2 separate regions of the Ovis aries genome follow, and region 2 is linked to region 1. Evidence: chromatin contacts called from public Hi-C data. All regions are on one chromosome and are shown on one strand. The core of a region is the stretch at or near the end of the contact, and the rest is flanking DNA. Distances in the headings are between cores, read along the strand shown. Region 1 holds the start of PLK2 (polo like kinase 2). Region 2 has its middle 25 kb from the start of ACTBL2.

The links. A called contact is a pair of places that touch in the nucleus more often than the background predicts.
Region 2: a Hi-C map of hypothalamus shows a contact between it and region 1, with 5 times the contacts expected there. The contact joins the enhancer-like site here to the promoter of PLK2 in region 1. A contact is called at or near these places in 8 of 16 Hi-C or Micro-C datasets (blood, hypothalamus, liver and 4 more).

The regions. Positions count from the first base shown.
Region 1 is chr16:21,038,125-21,045,440 of ARS-UI_Ramb_v3.0, forward strand. PLK2 (polo like kinase 2) reads left to right here and starts at 4,240. Exons shown (of 14, transcript XM_004016964.6): 1 at 4,240-4,639; 2 at 5,266-5,373; 3 at 5,517-5,633; 4 at 5,832-5,961; 5 at 6,193-6,280; 6 at 6,734-6,829; 7 at 6,938-7,136; 8 at 7,231-7,316. The coding sequence starts at 4,370.
Region 2 is chr16:21,965,018-21,972,333 of ARS-UI_Ramb_v3.0, forward strand. No RefSeq gene overlaps it. Among named protein-coding and RNA genes, the nearest start is that of ACTBL2, 25 kb to the right of the region's middle. Within about 2 kb of position 4,739, at least 6 of the 54 cell types and tissues checked have an H3K27ac peak or open chromatin away from gene starts, as enhancers often do. A contact at or near this core is called in hypothalamus, where this site is marked.

The DNA of each region.
Region 1 (7,316 bases), core at 2,990-5,489:
GTATTGCACTGAGTAGAGCTCACTGAATGACTGAGCATGCCTGTGGTGATCAGAGCCTCTGTATTTCAGACTCAGTAACAACACAAGGAAAAACTATTGTAACTATGTGTGGTGATACAAATTGTGTTAGCTGTTCCACCATATATATCTATGTGTGTGTGTGTGCTCAGTCGCTGTGTTGTGTCCAACACTTTTGTGACCGCATGAACTGTAGCCCACCCGGTTCCTCTGCCCAAGGAATTTTCCAGGCAAGAATACTGGAGTTGGTTGTCATTTCTGCCCCCAGGAGAGCTTCCTGACCCAGGCATCAAACTTGTCTCTTCTTCATTGGCAGGTGGATTCTTTACCACTGAGCCAACTGGGAAGCCCCTATTAACATCTACATACACCTATATATAGATATCAAATCATAACATTATACACGTAAAACTAACAGTTTGTTATTGTTTAATTGCTAAGTCATGTCTGACTCTTTTGAGACCCCATGGACTGTAGCCCGCCAGGGTCCTCTACCTAGGGAATTCTCCAGGCAAGAATACTGGAGTGGGTGCCATTTCTTTCTCCAGGGAATCTTCCCGACTCAGGGACTGAATCCATGTCTCCTGCATTAGCAGGTGAATTTTTTTTACCACTGAGCCACCAGGGTATTATATGTCAACTCTATAACTCTATCTCATTAAAAAAAAACTTTCCCCACCCTACGCTCTGAACATTGGTTGCCTATTGTTTCCTACTGATATTTTGGTTTGTTCTTAATCTTTAAGTCTTTATTCTATCTGAAGTAGATTTTTTTTGTACCTTGTGTGTGTTATGGGCTAAAAATTGTTTCCCCTCAAAATTCATGTATCAAATCCCTAGCCCCCCAGTACCTCAGAAAGTGACTGTATTTAGAGTTAGGGCATTAAAGAGCTGATTAAGGTTAAATGTTGCCATTTGGGTGGGTCCTAAATTCCCCTGTAGAAGGGCTAGGCTACCCACTCCAGTATTCTTGGGCTTCTCTGATGGCTCAGAAGGTAAAGAATCTGCCTGCAAGGAAGACCTAGGTTCTGGCCCTGAGCTGGGAAGATCCCCTAGAGGAGGGCATGGGCAATCAACTCCAGTATTCTTGCCTGGAGGATCCCCGTGGACAGAGGAGCCTGGCGGGCTACAGTCCATGGGGTCACAAAGAGTCAGACACAACTGAGCGACTAAGCACAGCACAGCACAATCCAGTCTGACTGTTGTCCCTGTAACAGGAAATTTGGACTTACAAGGGGACACCAGGGATGCTCGCTCATAAAGGAATGATCACATGAAGACAAGACGATAAGGTAGCCAACTGCAAGTCAAAGAGAGAGGGCCCAGGAGGAACACCTTGATCCTGGACTTCTAGCCTCCAGAGAGAGAAAGTAAATTTCTGTAAATTGAGCATTCAGACTGTGGTATTCTGTCAAGGCAGCCCTAGAAAACTAATACAGTGTAAGATACAGACTTCATTTTTTTTTTAATATGGAAAAGTCAATTTTCTACTTTCATTTATTGGATAGTCTCCTTTCCTCACTAGCCTATCATGCTTCCTCTGCCATATACCACAACTCTCCATACACATGCATCTATATCTAGGCTCATATACCACAATTCTATATACACGTGCCTTTATTTCTAGGCTCTTTAGACTATTTCACTGGTTAGTTTATCCCTATGAGAGGACCAAAGTTTCTTCATTGCTCTAGCTTAATAGAGCAACTTAATAACTTACAGTCTTGATGACTGGTAGAGGAAAGACCCTCCTTTTCCTAATTTTTCTGTAAAATTACTTTGCTCTTTTTGATCACTTACAGTTTCATATAAAATTTGCAATGTGTGTCGAGTTTCACTAAAAATAATATTAGGATACTGCTTTACATTAAATCTAGAGAACTACAGGAAAATATCTTTTAATTAAAGATTTATCTCCATTTGAAAGTACGTTTATTTCCTTTTCTGCTCTACTAATAACAATTTTAGTTCTGTCCACATGATGGCACTAGAAACCAAAAAGAAAATCAGATTTTTTTTCATACTTGGACAGAAGACTCAATAACACATATACATGTTAGTATTTTATTAAGTGCTCAAATGTTTTGGAGGATAGACCTGTATTTCCTATGGCATGTTCAACAAACAGTACATCAAATGCTTAAGTAAATTTGGTAAAGAGATATACAATAATATATGATAATCAAAGAATGGAAATAATAAAAATATCATGATTATTCTTCACAGTCCTTTTATCATAAAAAGTCATAAACAAACTAGATTTAAAAGTTCATTATCAGCAGATAAAATACACGTGGTGTAAAATTAGCTCTGGAAATTCAGGTAGTAATTTCTAAACCAGCAAGCCTACTATAGGCTAGTAAACAACTCTGCCTAAATCTGGGGGGCAAAGGTCACCCCTAGGTTTAACTTTAAAGAGGAAGATTACATAAGTCTTCATGTCTACCTCTAGGTCCACCCCTGCCCTGACAATCTGGGGGTAAAGTTCACTTTTACAAGAAACATGCCTGGGCTTGCCCTGTTTACAGAATCAAAAAGGAAGAGTCATAGAAGACTTTCTCTTTCTACTTTGTAATGCCAGTGACACTCCTTTCTACACTATGTGGGAAGGACTTGAGACAGTCTTTGAAACCATGCATACCTAAGTCACTGATAACATGCATTGTTGTTGTTTTAGTTGCGAAGTCCCATTGGACTCTTTTGCGACCCCATGAACTGTGTAGCCCAGCAAGCTCCTCTATCCACAGGATTTCCCAGGCAAGAATACTCCTTGATGGTATCTGGACTTGAGCCAACCCTTTTCTAAACACTTTCCAGGGGGTTAGTAACCTGATGTTCTATATAGATCTGGAAATTAGTATTGAAATATTGTGAAATATATCTTATCTTAGATTTAAAAATTTGCCTACTGATCATTAACATAACTTGGATGATCTAAATACTTATACAGAGAGACTATATAAGAAGTTACAAATTCTTTAAACACCAGATTCGTCATCTGTAAAATGGGAATAACAGTATTTTCTACTTAAAATGGATGCAGAATTAAATAAGGCATTTGAAAACACTAAATATGGTGTCCTGCACATAAAAATACTATTGTCATTAGAGCAAGAAACAATGGTGTTCCTAGGTAGGCACATCTGAATTGTAAAATCTGGAAACAGGAAACAGCCATGTTTTAACTCACTAGGCTATGTTCCTCCCTCATGCTCCAATTCCCTCCATTTGGAAGGCCTAAGACTGCCTCTTTCAGCACCAGAGCAACCTCGTGGCTTAATGAGCCATTTAAACGACGCAGTCTGCATAACCCCTTCGGAAGAAGAGATAGATGGTCTCGACTGTAAAACCATAATCAGCACCAGGAGCCGGATTACACTACTTATTGTCAAAGCAAGCCCATAAGGCGGCCCACTCCAACCGCTAACTGCGCTTCTGGCACATTCCACGAGATGGCGCCTTTGCTCCCAGTCTTCGGACATACTGAAGGCGAAGCCTTTCCCAGGCAACTGCCTCCCTCGCCAAGGTTAAGAGCCTGACTTCGGATAAAGGCTTGATCTAGGGTGATGGGCACTAAGTGGGACTTGGCCATGGTTAGCCGACCGGCCTGAGCCGAAGTCTGCCTCGTTCAGAAGCAGCGAGGAGCTCCGAAGACCCTGCTCCGGGAATCCCTGCCTTTCAGGGGCACGGCCTCCCCGGAGGGACCCTCTAGACAGGAGCTGGTAGGGTAAAAGAGCGGGGTCCGCGGCAGCCCGGTGGCCCGGGGGAAGCCTCACGTGCCTGTGCAGTGGACTCTGGCCACAGTCACCCCATGACACCGGAGGCGTCAGGTTGCGGGGCGGTCAGCAAGGGCTTTGCGAGGGAGGGAACCTGCGATGACCGCAGCGCCGCGGGCCACCGGGTGGGGCCGAGGCGTCGGCCCCCGGGTTTCTACATCAAACCTAGAAGTTCGAACATTCCAAGAACGGGGTGCTGGTCACGAGGACGGCCGGACGCCTGTGTCCGCCTCCTCATCGCGGGGGGCGCTTCCCCGCGGCCAGACCTCCCGCTGTCGCACGTTCCTCGCGAGCGGAAACCCAGCGGCCCTTAACGACCTCTCGCCTGGCCCCGCGCGCTCTAGAGGCCGGTGGGCGGGGCGTTGCCCGTGACGTCGCGTTCCGTGTCGATTCTCCGCCCCCTTCTCCGCCCATATATAAGACTTCGCCCGGCGCTCGCACTCTCACAAGTGGACCGAGGCGTCGGGCGCGGGAGGTTGGCAGCGGTGGCGGGGCGGAGCTCGAGGGCAGAGGCCGGCTCGGTCGTGTGTCCGCGCCTCGGAGGTGGTGGCCGGTAGTTAGGCGACGAGGCGACCATGGAGCTCTTACGGACTATCACCTACCAGCCTGCCGCCAGCACCAAGATGTGCGAGCAGGCTCTGGGCAAGGCTTGCGGCGGGGACTCGAAGAAGAAGCGGCCGCAGCCGTCCCCCGAGGAGCCGCAGCCGCCGCAGACCCCGGCGCAGGTGCAGCCGGCGGTCCCGCACCATCATCACCACCACTCGCACTCGGGGGCCGAGATTTCGCGGATTATCATCGACCCCACGACGGGGAAGCGCTACTGCCGCGGCAAAGTGCTGGGAAAGGTGACGAGCGGCGGGCGCCCAGCTGCCAGGCGGGAGGGAGGTCTGCCCGGGCGTTTCCCCCGCCCTCCACCCCCTACCCCGCGGGCCGGGCCGGGCCGGACCTGGAGTCCCCGCTCCCCCGCCGTTTCTCGAGGTCTCGGTAATCGGAGCTCGGCGCGGCGTGGGGTGGTTACCTGCCCTCCTTTGGCTTTTGTGCACTGACAGCGCGGGGGTCGCGTTCTCCATCCTTGACCGCGGCTGTCTGCCTCCTCCACGAGCCCCAAGACATTGATCTTGAGGCCAGAAGCGAGGGTTTTCTACACCACACCTAGCCCTCCAGATGCCTCCCCACCCCCACCCCAGAGGATTTCCTTGCACATCTCTTCAGATCCTATTTCTCATCTCCCCGACCCCCAGCCCCGCTCCGTAAAGCTCCTATTTGTAAAAGGAGAAGGGGCACCGGTTTAACTTAACTGTTGTTAGGAGTGCTTTCCCTTCGTGAAGGAGCTTTTGAAAAAGTAGACCGCGTCCCTCTGTCCACCCTTCCTCATATTTTTGCTTATCTTTCTCGTTTATTTGTTTAAAAAAAAATCTGCCGTCCATGTTCCTGCCATACTCAATTCCCTCTTGGCTTTGTTTCCTTTCAGGGTGGCTTTGCAAAATGCTACGAGATGACAGATTTGACTAACAACAAAGTCTATGCTGCAAAAATTATTCCTCACAGCAGAGTAGCCAAACCTCATCAAAGGGAAAAGGTGTGTATGACTGTTGAGTAAAATATTTTCTTTGTGTGCAGAGATGGCCCTTCCCTGTTAGGAACATGTCTTCTGCATGTGTAAGCAGCTGGCTTTGCAGAGGTGAAGGAGGCTAATAAGACTGATCTTGCTTTTCGTTTTAGATTGACAAAGAAATAGAGCTTCACAGAATTCTCCATCACAAGCACGTCGTGCAGTTTTACCACTACTTCGAGGACAAAGAAAACATTTACATTCTTTTGGAATATTGCAGTAGAAGGGTAAGTCTTCACTCATCTGAGTGCATGTTCTTCCTGCACACTGACCTGGCATTCAAATTGCACTTTATCTGGCAATTTGATTGTGGACATAATTATAATATGGCAGCATTACCTTTCATCGCTCCTCCTGCATAAGGAAACTACTGATGCTGGCAACTTTATTTGACAGATTCTCTTTTTCCCTTCTCCTCCTCCCAGTCCATGGCTCATATCTTGAAAGCAAGGAAGGTGTTGACAGAGCCAGAAGTCCGATATTACCTCAGGCAGATCGTGTCTGGACTAAAGTACCTTCACGAACAAGAAATCTTGCATAGAGATCTCAAACTTGGTGAGCCTTTCATTCCAAACCCTGACTTTCGTATCAGAGGTGCATGCTCTCTTTCCCTTTTCTTACATAGTTAATGTTCTTAGTTGGGATCTAGCCAATGCAGTGTTGCTTCTGAATGATGGCTCGCCTGTTAAGCAGCTGGCTGCCTGCCTCTCGAGTGGATGGATGTGTGTGTACTTGGTTAGAATATTTTTTCAAGAGAATTCAGACTTTTTTGTTGTTGTCCTCCAGGGAACTTTTTTATCAATGAAGCCATGGAACTAAAAGTTGGGGACTTTGGTTTGGCAGCCAGGCTGGAACCCTTGGAACACAGGAGAAGGTAAGAGTCACAAGAATACATCTTAACTAGGGTTTTGTGGAGATCAAACATGCCCTTTTTATCTTCCAATTAATGTTTCATAGGTTAGTTGATATTAAAATCTATAAACTGCTACAATGTTAATTGAAGGAAATACTTACTCAGTGCCACTATAGCCTAGGCAGAGTATCTTCAGCCATAAGTTGATTATGAAACAAATCTTTTATTTGCCTGAAATGTATAAAAGTGTCCTGCTGTACCTGGTCTCAGTTGGCTTAAAGCACTTTGTCATGTGGCTGAAAACAATTGTACATGCATTAAAAAAAAAATTACCAAGTCGTTTGGTGAAATGTCAATTGTTCATACGCCAAAAGTTAAATGTTTTCAAATAGAAATTCAGCGTAGCTTACCCAGAGAACTAAGTTTAAACAAGAGGAGAGTTCCTAGTGAAATCTTCGTATTTTGTTTTCCCAGGACGATATGTGGTACCCCAAATTATCTTTCTCCTGAAGTCCTCAACAAACAAGGACATGGCTGTGAATCAGACATTTGGGCCTTAGGCTGTGTAATGTAAGTAAATGTACCAAAATAATAAAAAGTCAAATTTAGATATAGATTTTAGCACTGGAAAATAATTGCTTTATGATGGTTCCTAAAGAGGTGTTTCCTTGTATACAGGTACACAATGTTACTAGGAAGACCTCCATTTGAAACTACAAATCTGAAAGAAACTTACAGATGTATAAGAGAAGCAAGGTATACAATGCCTTCTTCATTGCTGGCTCCTGCTAAGCACTTAATAGCTAGCATGTTGTCCAAAAATCCAGAAGATCGTCCCAGTTTGGATGACATCATTCGACATGATTTCTTTTTGCAGGTTGGTGGATTTTTTTTTTTTTCATCTTTTTATAACATGCTCTTGATCCTAATTTCCCAGCAGGTTACTGAAAGACTTTTCTTATGCTTCCCAGGGCTTCACTCCAGATAGACTCTCTTCTAGCTGTTGTCACACAGTTCCAGATTTCCACTTGTCAAGCCCAGCTAAGAATTTCTTTAA
Region 2 (7,316 bases), core at 3,489-5,988, 930 kb after region 1:
CTGGGGCTAGTGTGCAGAAATACAATTATAGTTAGATTGGCCCCAGTCTGGGAGTAGCAATTAGTAATGCACACCAACTAAAAAAATAAAAGACTGTTCCAGTTCATCTTAAAAATAAGCAAACCTTTGAGAGAGGTATATTAGAAACCATTTCTAAAAGACATTGACAAACTTTTACTGCTAAATTATATTAAACAATTGAAAGAACAATATAGTTTTACCAGTCTAGAGTGAGACTTGATCACTGGAAGGCTTTCAAAAATGATTGAAAGCAACATTACTTTCCCTGTACGTCATAGAAACTGTATTTGCATAATTGCATAAAGTGACTCAGAATTGACCTCACTTATGAAAACAGGCAACAGATGGCATTAAAATGTGATGGTGAAGAAAAATGCATTAGGGAAATCACTTGCAAAAGCTAAGAGATCAGCCTATTTTTCAGAGTCCATGGAATATATAATTATTTGTTTGCTGCCATGTTCATTGTTTTGAAAGATGTGACCCAGAATTTTGTGAAGGCTCCCATACCTGGCCTCTATTTTTTTTTTTACTCACTTACGCTTGGCTAAGAAGAAAAAAAGAGCTTCCATAATCTTTGTAGCCCACGCAATCAAATCTTTTTCACTTTTTATATCCCATTTCTATTATTATCTGTTCTGAGTGTAAATCCTCAGTTGTCTTCAGACAGCCAGCTCCAGTAGGACTCTGAGATTTCCCCCTCTCAAACTGGAACTCATTTGGAGCAGCACAAATCACAAGCCATTTTACTGAATGAATGTTGGATATAAACAAGATTTTTTTTTTATTTTTTATTTTTTTTAATTTTAAAATCTTTAATTCTTACATGCGTTCCCAAACATGAACCCCCCTCCCACCTCCCTCCCCATAACATCTCTCTGGGTCATCCCCATGCACCAGCCCCAAGCATGCTGTATCCTGCGTCAGACATAGACTGGCGATTCGATTCTTACATGATAGTATACATGTTAGAATGCCATTCTCCCAAATCATCCCACTCTCTCCCTCTCCCTCTGAGTCCAAAAGTCCGTTATACACATCTGTGTCTTTTTTGCTGTCTTGCATACAGGGTCGTCATTGCCATCTTTCTAAATTCCATATATATGTGTTAGTATACTGTATTGGTGTTTTTCTTTCTGGCTTACTTCACTCTGTATAATCGGGTCCAGTTTCATCCATCTCATCAGAACTGATTCAAATGAATTCTTTTTAACGGCTGAGTAATACTCCATTGTGTATATGTACCACAGCTTTCTTATCCATTCATCTGCTGATGGACATCTAGGTTGCTTCCATGTCCTGGCTATTATAAACAGTGCTGCGATGAACATTGGGGTGCCTGTGTCTCGTTCAATTCTGGTTTCCTCGGTGTGTATGCCCAGCAGTGGGATTGCTGCGTCATAAGGTAGTTCTATCTGCAATTTTTTAAGGAATCTCCACACTGTTCTCCATAGTGGCTGTACTAGTTTGCATTCCCACCAACAGTGTAGGAGGGTTCCCTTTTCTCCACACCCTCTCCAGCATTTATTGCTTGCAGATTTTAATTCATGTGGAATGAAGATAGGAACTTGGATTATCAGAGAAACAACAAGCATCAAAGAAAAATGGTGTTTTCCTTTATAAAATACCCAGCACTGAAATAAAGAAAACAGCTGTTTCATAAATGAACATGCAGCTTCTCCTAAAGTCACGAGTTTCCTAGGTAATACGAATACATAACATTTTTTCTGAGAACTGCTACATTTCCCACCAGAGGAATCATGTTCATGATCTTTAAGCTGATCATAGAAAACAGACAGGAAAAATTATCAGCGCCACTTGTTTCCTAGGCAACCCCTACCACATACCTACTATGTGTCAGACACATATCCTGAGCTCTGAAAACAAAATGGTCTTTCCTGGGTTGGTAAGAAAAAGGACACACTGCCACTTTGTGACTCATATAAAGCACACTGTCTAAATGTACAGCTCCTATTGTAAGACAATGCACACAAGGGAGGTTCAGATGGTTTTACTCATCCATGGAACATGCGCATCACTCATCAAGGAAGGTAACTTTCACTGGCCTCACCTACAGACTCTCGGCTGACATGTGGCCCATGTGTGTGAAACTGATGCTGCTGCTTGTCCATTATCTGCAGTCTGCCTGCTCCTGGCAAAATCCTAGCTGCTGCTGCCCCTAACTCCCAGAAGACAGCTCTAAGAAAGGCTCAGTTTTCCATGTGGTACCTAAATGGTTTCTGTGGGAATGTCTGTTTCCCTAGTGGTTGCTGACATCAGACCATGCCCTCCCCTTCTCACCTCCCCTGCCTCACCCCTCCTCACCAGCAGGGTCATGAGAAGTCCACACCTGGGAAAGCCCTCTTTATTTGCATACCTTCTCCCTTGGAAGACTTATGCTCTTTGTCTACTTGACTAGAAGGGGAGAGACTGGAAAAGGAGGGAGGGTAGGAAGAAAGGCATTATTGATCCTCTTAGAATCTTTATAAGGGTGACTGTGCCTTGAATTTTCTAACCTAGCACTTAAAACTTTCTTCCCCTGCAGAAGTAAAACATAACACATAAAATTACCAATATTCTATCTTTCTGACATGCAAAAATGTCAGTTTCATATGACTCAGTCTAATAATAGTGACTGATTCTTTGAATCTGTTAGTTCTAAAGTTCAGTTTTCTGAAACTTCCTTGGGGATCCAGTGGTTAAGACTTCACCTTCCAATGAAAGTACAGGTTTGATGCCTCAAGGCCAAAAGACCGAATTATAAACAACAGAAGCAGTATTGCAACAAATTCAATAGACTTCAAAAACGGTCCACATCAAAAAAAAATCTTTAAAAAAAACTTTTTTTAATAAAGTTCATTCAGCTTTTTAATGGTTCCGATGACTACTGCAACCTGCCACTTTCCTTTGTAACTTTGTTACTATGGGAATTGGGTTCTACATCCCTAACAACTGACCGCAAATGAATTTTGGAACACAACCCACTTATATACTGAGGATTGCCTACAAAGGATGTTCTTTCTTAGGGAAGACAAGGCTGATGGATTGCATTTATTAGAATTACAGGCTAAGGAAACCACAAAAGGCTTACTTTGGGTCTCCAGATATCCCTCTCAGCCTTCTGGCTCCAAAACATAATCATAATCTACGATTGTCTGGTGGTGAGCCAGGCCATCCCAGGGAGAGCTGGAACCAGGGATACAATCCAGTCACGAGGCTGGACAAAAGCCACAGGTCTAAACATAGGGGCACAGAAGAGGCTGACTAATCTGTGGCTGGCTAGACAGGACATGTACTCAAAATCAGTGGTGCACTGGGTTAACCTGTGGAGGCTTAACATTCCTGGTGCCTATATATTCCCCAGAAATCTTGATCTCATGGATCCAGGGTGTGCCATGGGCATCCAAATTCTACACAGTTCCCTAGGCAATTCTAATGAGCAGTCCCTTTTGAGAACCATTGTTCTAAACTTCAGTCCAAAGCCAGGAGAGAGATTCATGGGTTAAATAGTATTTAGAGGTCCAAAATGAGTCCTTGATCCAGGATATCACCCAGACAGGTGAAGCCAGTGGTCAGAAGTCAATGGTGCCTGGAAGCAAGCAGGCTGCCAGGAAGTCCGGACGGCCTGTGGGGTCACGGGTAGCAGTCATGGCTTCTGGGGGCAGAGGGGAAGGGTGATGGGGAGAAGTCCAGAGACCAGGGGCAAAATTCTCTCCCAAGACATGGCCGCAGTCAAAAAAAAAAAAAAAAAAAACAAGGAGCTGAGCTTGATGGACGTGAGGTAGCACCCTGAAACTGAAAGGTGAGGAAATTCATTCAATGCTAACTTCTCAGCTTCTTCTATTCTTCTCCCTACAGTCCAGATGGCTCCTACAGCTGCAAGGAGGAGGTTTCATTAACCCAGTTGCAGGGATAAAGACTTCAGGGGCAAGATCCCAGCAGGTCTGTATAGTTTACCCCACAGAATAAACAACCTACCTTCCTCCTGTATGTCATGCCCCAAAGACAGAGCTATTTCCTTTAAACCCTGCTCAAGACCTAATCCTTCAGAAAATTTTCCAGTCAAAGGGCATAATGGATGGTCCAGTCTCTTGACTCAAGGTACAGTCATGCACAGTTGAACAGTCTGTACACTGCACAAAGACATCCAACTGAGAGAGGCTGAAGCCTAAAAGCGTGTGGCTTGGTGCAGGGCTCTTTCTGCACAACTCAGTGTAGGCTAGCAGCAGCTCTGACAACAATGACTGATTTGTATCTATTCAAATATTTGCTGACTGAAAGATTAATTTGCTAACTCTAATCCATCTCCCTATCAAAATAGATGGATAAATGTTTTATTTTATACAACTCACCAGACATTCTACACTTACTTCACACACATATATTTTCTTCCTAAAAAAATTGCTCATGAAACAAACAAACAAAAAAAAATCCATCCAGAGTAGCCAGGGAAAGCTTCTTGCTCTGCTTTTTCAGCCAATTTTACCCACTGACGACAGCAGAGAAAAGTATAAGGGCCCCTTGTTTTGCTGTCTTTGTTTCCCATGTTATGAGCAAAATTGCACAGGAATTATGAACAGTTAGCAAACAGTGTATAAGTGACCAAAAATTAAATGACAGCTCTATGAACAGAACCAGACCAGTCCCAGCTAAGCCAAACTGCTGGAATCCTGGAACAAGAATTAGGGAATCAAGTTCTACCCCTGGCCCTGGCCCCACTGCACTGCTGACCTTTGCTTGCTCTCACATCCCCAGCCTCCCAGGGTACACACAGGGCTTTGTGACCCATCCTGCACTGCCAAGACCACTGAGATGCTATTTGGATGGAGGCCACAGAGTCAAGTCACTGATGGGAGACCTCTTCAGCTGTGTCTCCCCCAGGGATCCAGCTCTGTCTCTCATCTCAGCCACTGCTTGGATGCCAATCCTTGAACAACGAGATCCATGGGAGGAGAAATGGGTTGTAGGAAGCATTTCATTCTCCAATGGGACTGAGGTTCTTGACAGAGCTTAACCCAACAGTGTAGCAAAATTCTAGTAAAATGTGACTATGCCTTTAAAGAACAGATACCTTCTGTACATTTGAACTGGGCTTTCCCTCTGTTCTCCCACACTACCCTTCCCCAGGCCTCACTCAATAGGTAACCCTTTGATACCCTTTGTCCTGTGAGTCCATCACAGTTGCTATGTGCTCAGAGGAAGAGGACTCAAATGATCCCAAACGGACTTCATTTTCTGGCCTTTGTCTCTTTCTTCACCAGTGAAAGCACCCCTTTATTTTGGAAATCGTATCTCTTGTGAACATAGGAACACAGTCTGTCTCAGCTGACTTGGAAATCATACCTATTGTGAACACACAAACACAGTTCTGTCCCAGCTGACAGGGGTCTCCAAACACACGTCCAAGCCCGATTTGGTTGGTTGCCCAGAGAAATACCTCCCTTCTCCAAAGCTGGAAGCAGCATAAACAGGGAAAGGGTAGAGAATACACCTTTAGAATTTATTCATATTTGACTTGGAGTCTCACAGCCTTGTCTTCCTTCCATTCGCTCACTGGAAAGCTCTGATAATGTAAGGAGTCTCTGGAGCAAATAGAAAAAAAGAAGTTCTTACTTTAGTAGAGTTTTTGATATGACCCCTGAGTCCTATCACTGTCTCAAATGGGCCTGGTTCGGGGATCTTGTCTTAATAGGAGCCTCCTACCCTAGTGCCACCTTCCTCTGGGAACTTGAATTGTAAGACTGGGTAAAGGAAGAGATAGATTTTGTTTTGTATGTTTTGCTTTGCTTGCTTTTGTTTTGCAAAGAACAAAATATTTGCCTTTATTTCTAAACTGACCTTCACCTTGCTCACCTGGAAGAGACCAGGATCTGAGATAGACATTGACACTCCCCACCCTTTCACTCAGGTCCCACCCCACCCCTGCCCCCCAGATTTGAGAGATTCCAAGGCTGGACCAAGCTACTCCTAAAGCCCTTTCCAATTTGAGATTCTATAACTCTTTGAAAATTTTTCATCTACTGAAAAAAAAATTTTTTTTCCAAAAAAAAGCTTTGCAAGTATAGCTTCTTATGGTGTTTCCTCTTTTCATGATTCACTTTCAGCTAATTCGGTTCAAATCAAAAGGAATAGAGAGTAACAGAACCGCATGTCTGTGGTGATTATTATTAATAGGAAACTCTAATTTTAAAACCGCAGTCTTTTCATGGGGAGGGATGCATAACATCTATACTTGAACCTTTCTTTTCTACTTTATTTTTCTTCTCTAGAAAAATTATCCTCTAAGAAAATAAATAGAAGAATAAAATATATTTAAACTGTAAGCCAACAAAGGTCCGTCTAGTCAAGGCTATGGCTTTTCCAGTGGTCATGTATGGATGTGAGAGTTGGACTGTGAAGAAAGCTGAGCACCGAAGAATTGATGCTTTTGAACCATGGTGCTGGAGAAGACTCTTGTGAGTCCCTTGGACTGCAAGGAGATCCAACCAGTCCATCCTAAAGGAGATCAGTCCTGGGTGTTCATTGGAAGGACTGATGCTGAGGCTGAAACTCCAATACTTTGGCCACGTCATGTGAAGAGTTGACTCATTGGAAAAGACTCTGATGCTGGGAGGGACTGGGGGCAGAAGGAGAAGGGGACGACAGAGGATGAGATGGCTGGATGGCATCACCGACTTGATGGACGTGAGTCTGAGTGAACTCCAGGAGTTGGTGACGGACAGGGAAGCCTGGCGTGCTGCGATTCATGGGGTGGCAAAGAGTCGGACACAACTGAGCAACTGAACTGAACTGAACTGAACTGAAACTGTAAGCATATATGATTTAATTTATCCACTCATATAAAATTAAATGGGAAGGAATGCAAGGTCCAATCATTTGGAGAGGCTTAAAACCACCCACTTCAGTGGTTCCTAGCCAGGGGCAATTTTTTCCTCCCGGGGACATTTGGCAATGTCTGGGGACATCTTTGTGGTCCTCCCTGATGGTGTAGCCATAAAGAATCCACCTGACAGTGCAGGAGATGGGATTCCATCCCTGGGTCGGGAAGATCCCCTGGAGAAGGAAATGGCAGCCCACTCCAGCATTCTTGCCTGGAGAGTCCCAGGGGAGATCTTCGGTTGTCACAAATGGGGAGGCTGGGTAACGGCGCTTTTGACATCAAATTGGTAAAGGCCAGAAATGCTGATAAACAACCTATATTCCTCAGGACAGCCCCCTCAACAGAATTATCCAGCCCAAAATTTCAATGCCAAGGTTGAGAAACCCGCCCTGCCCCACCCCGACTCCCGCCCAGG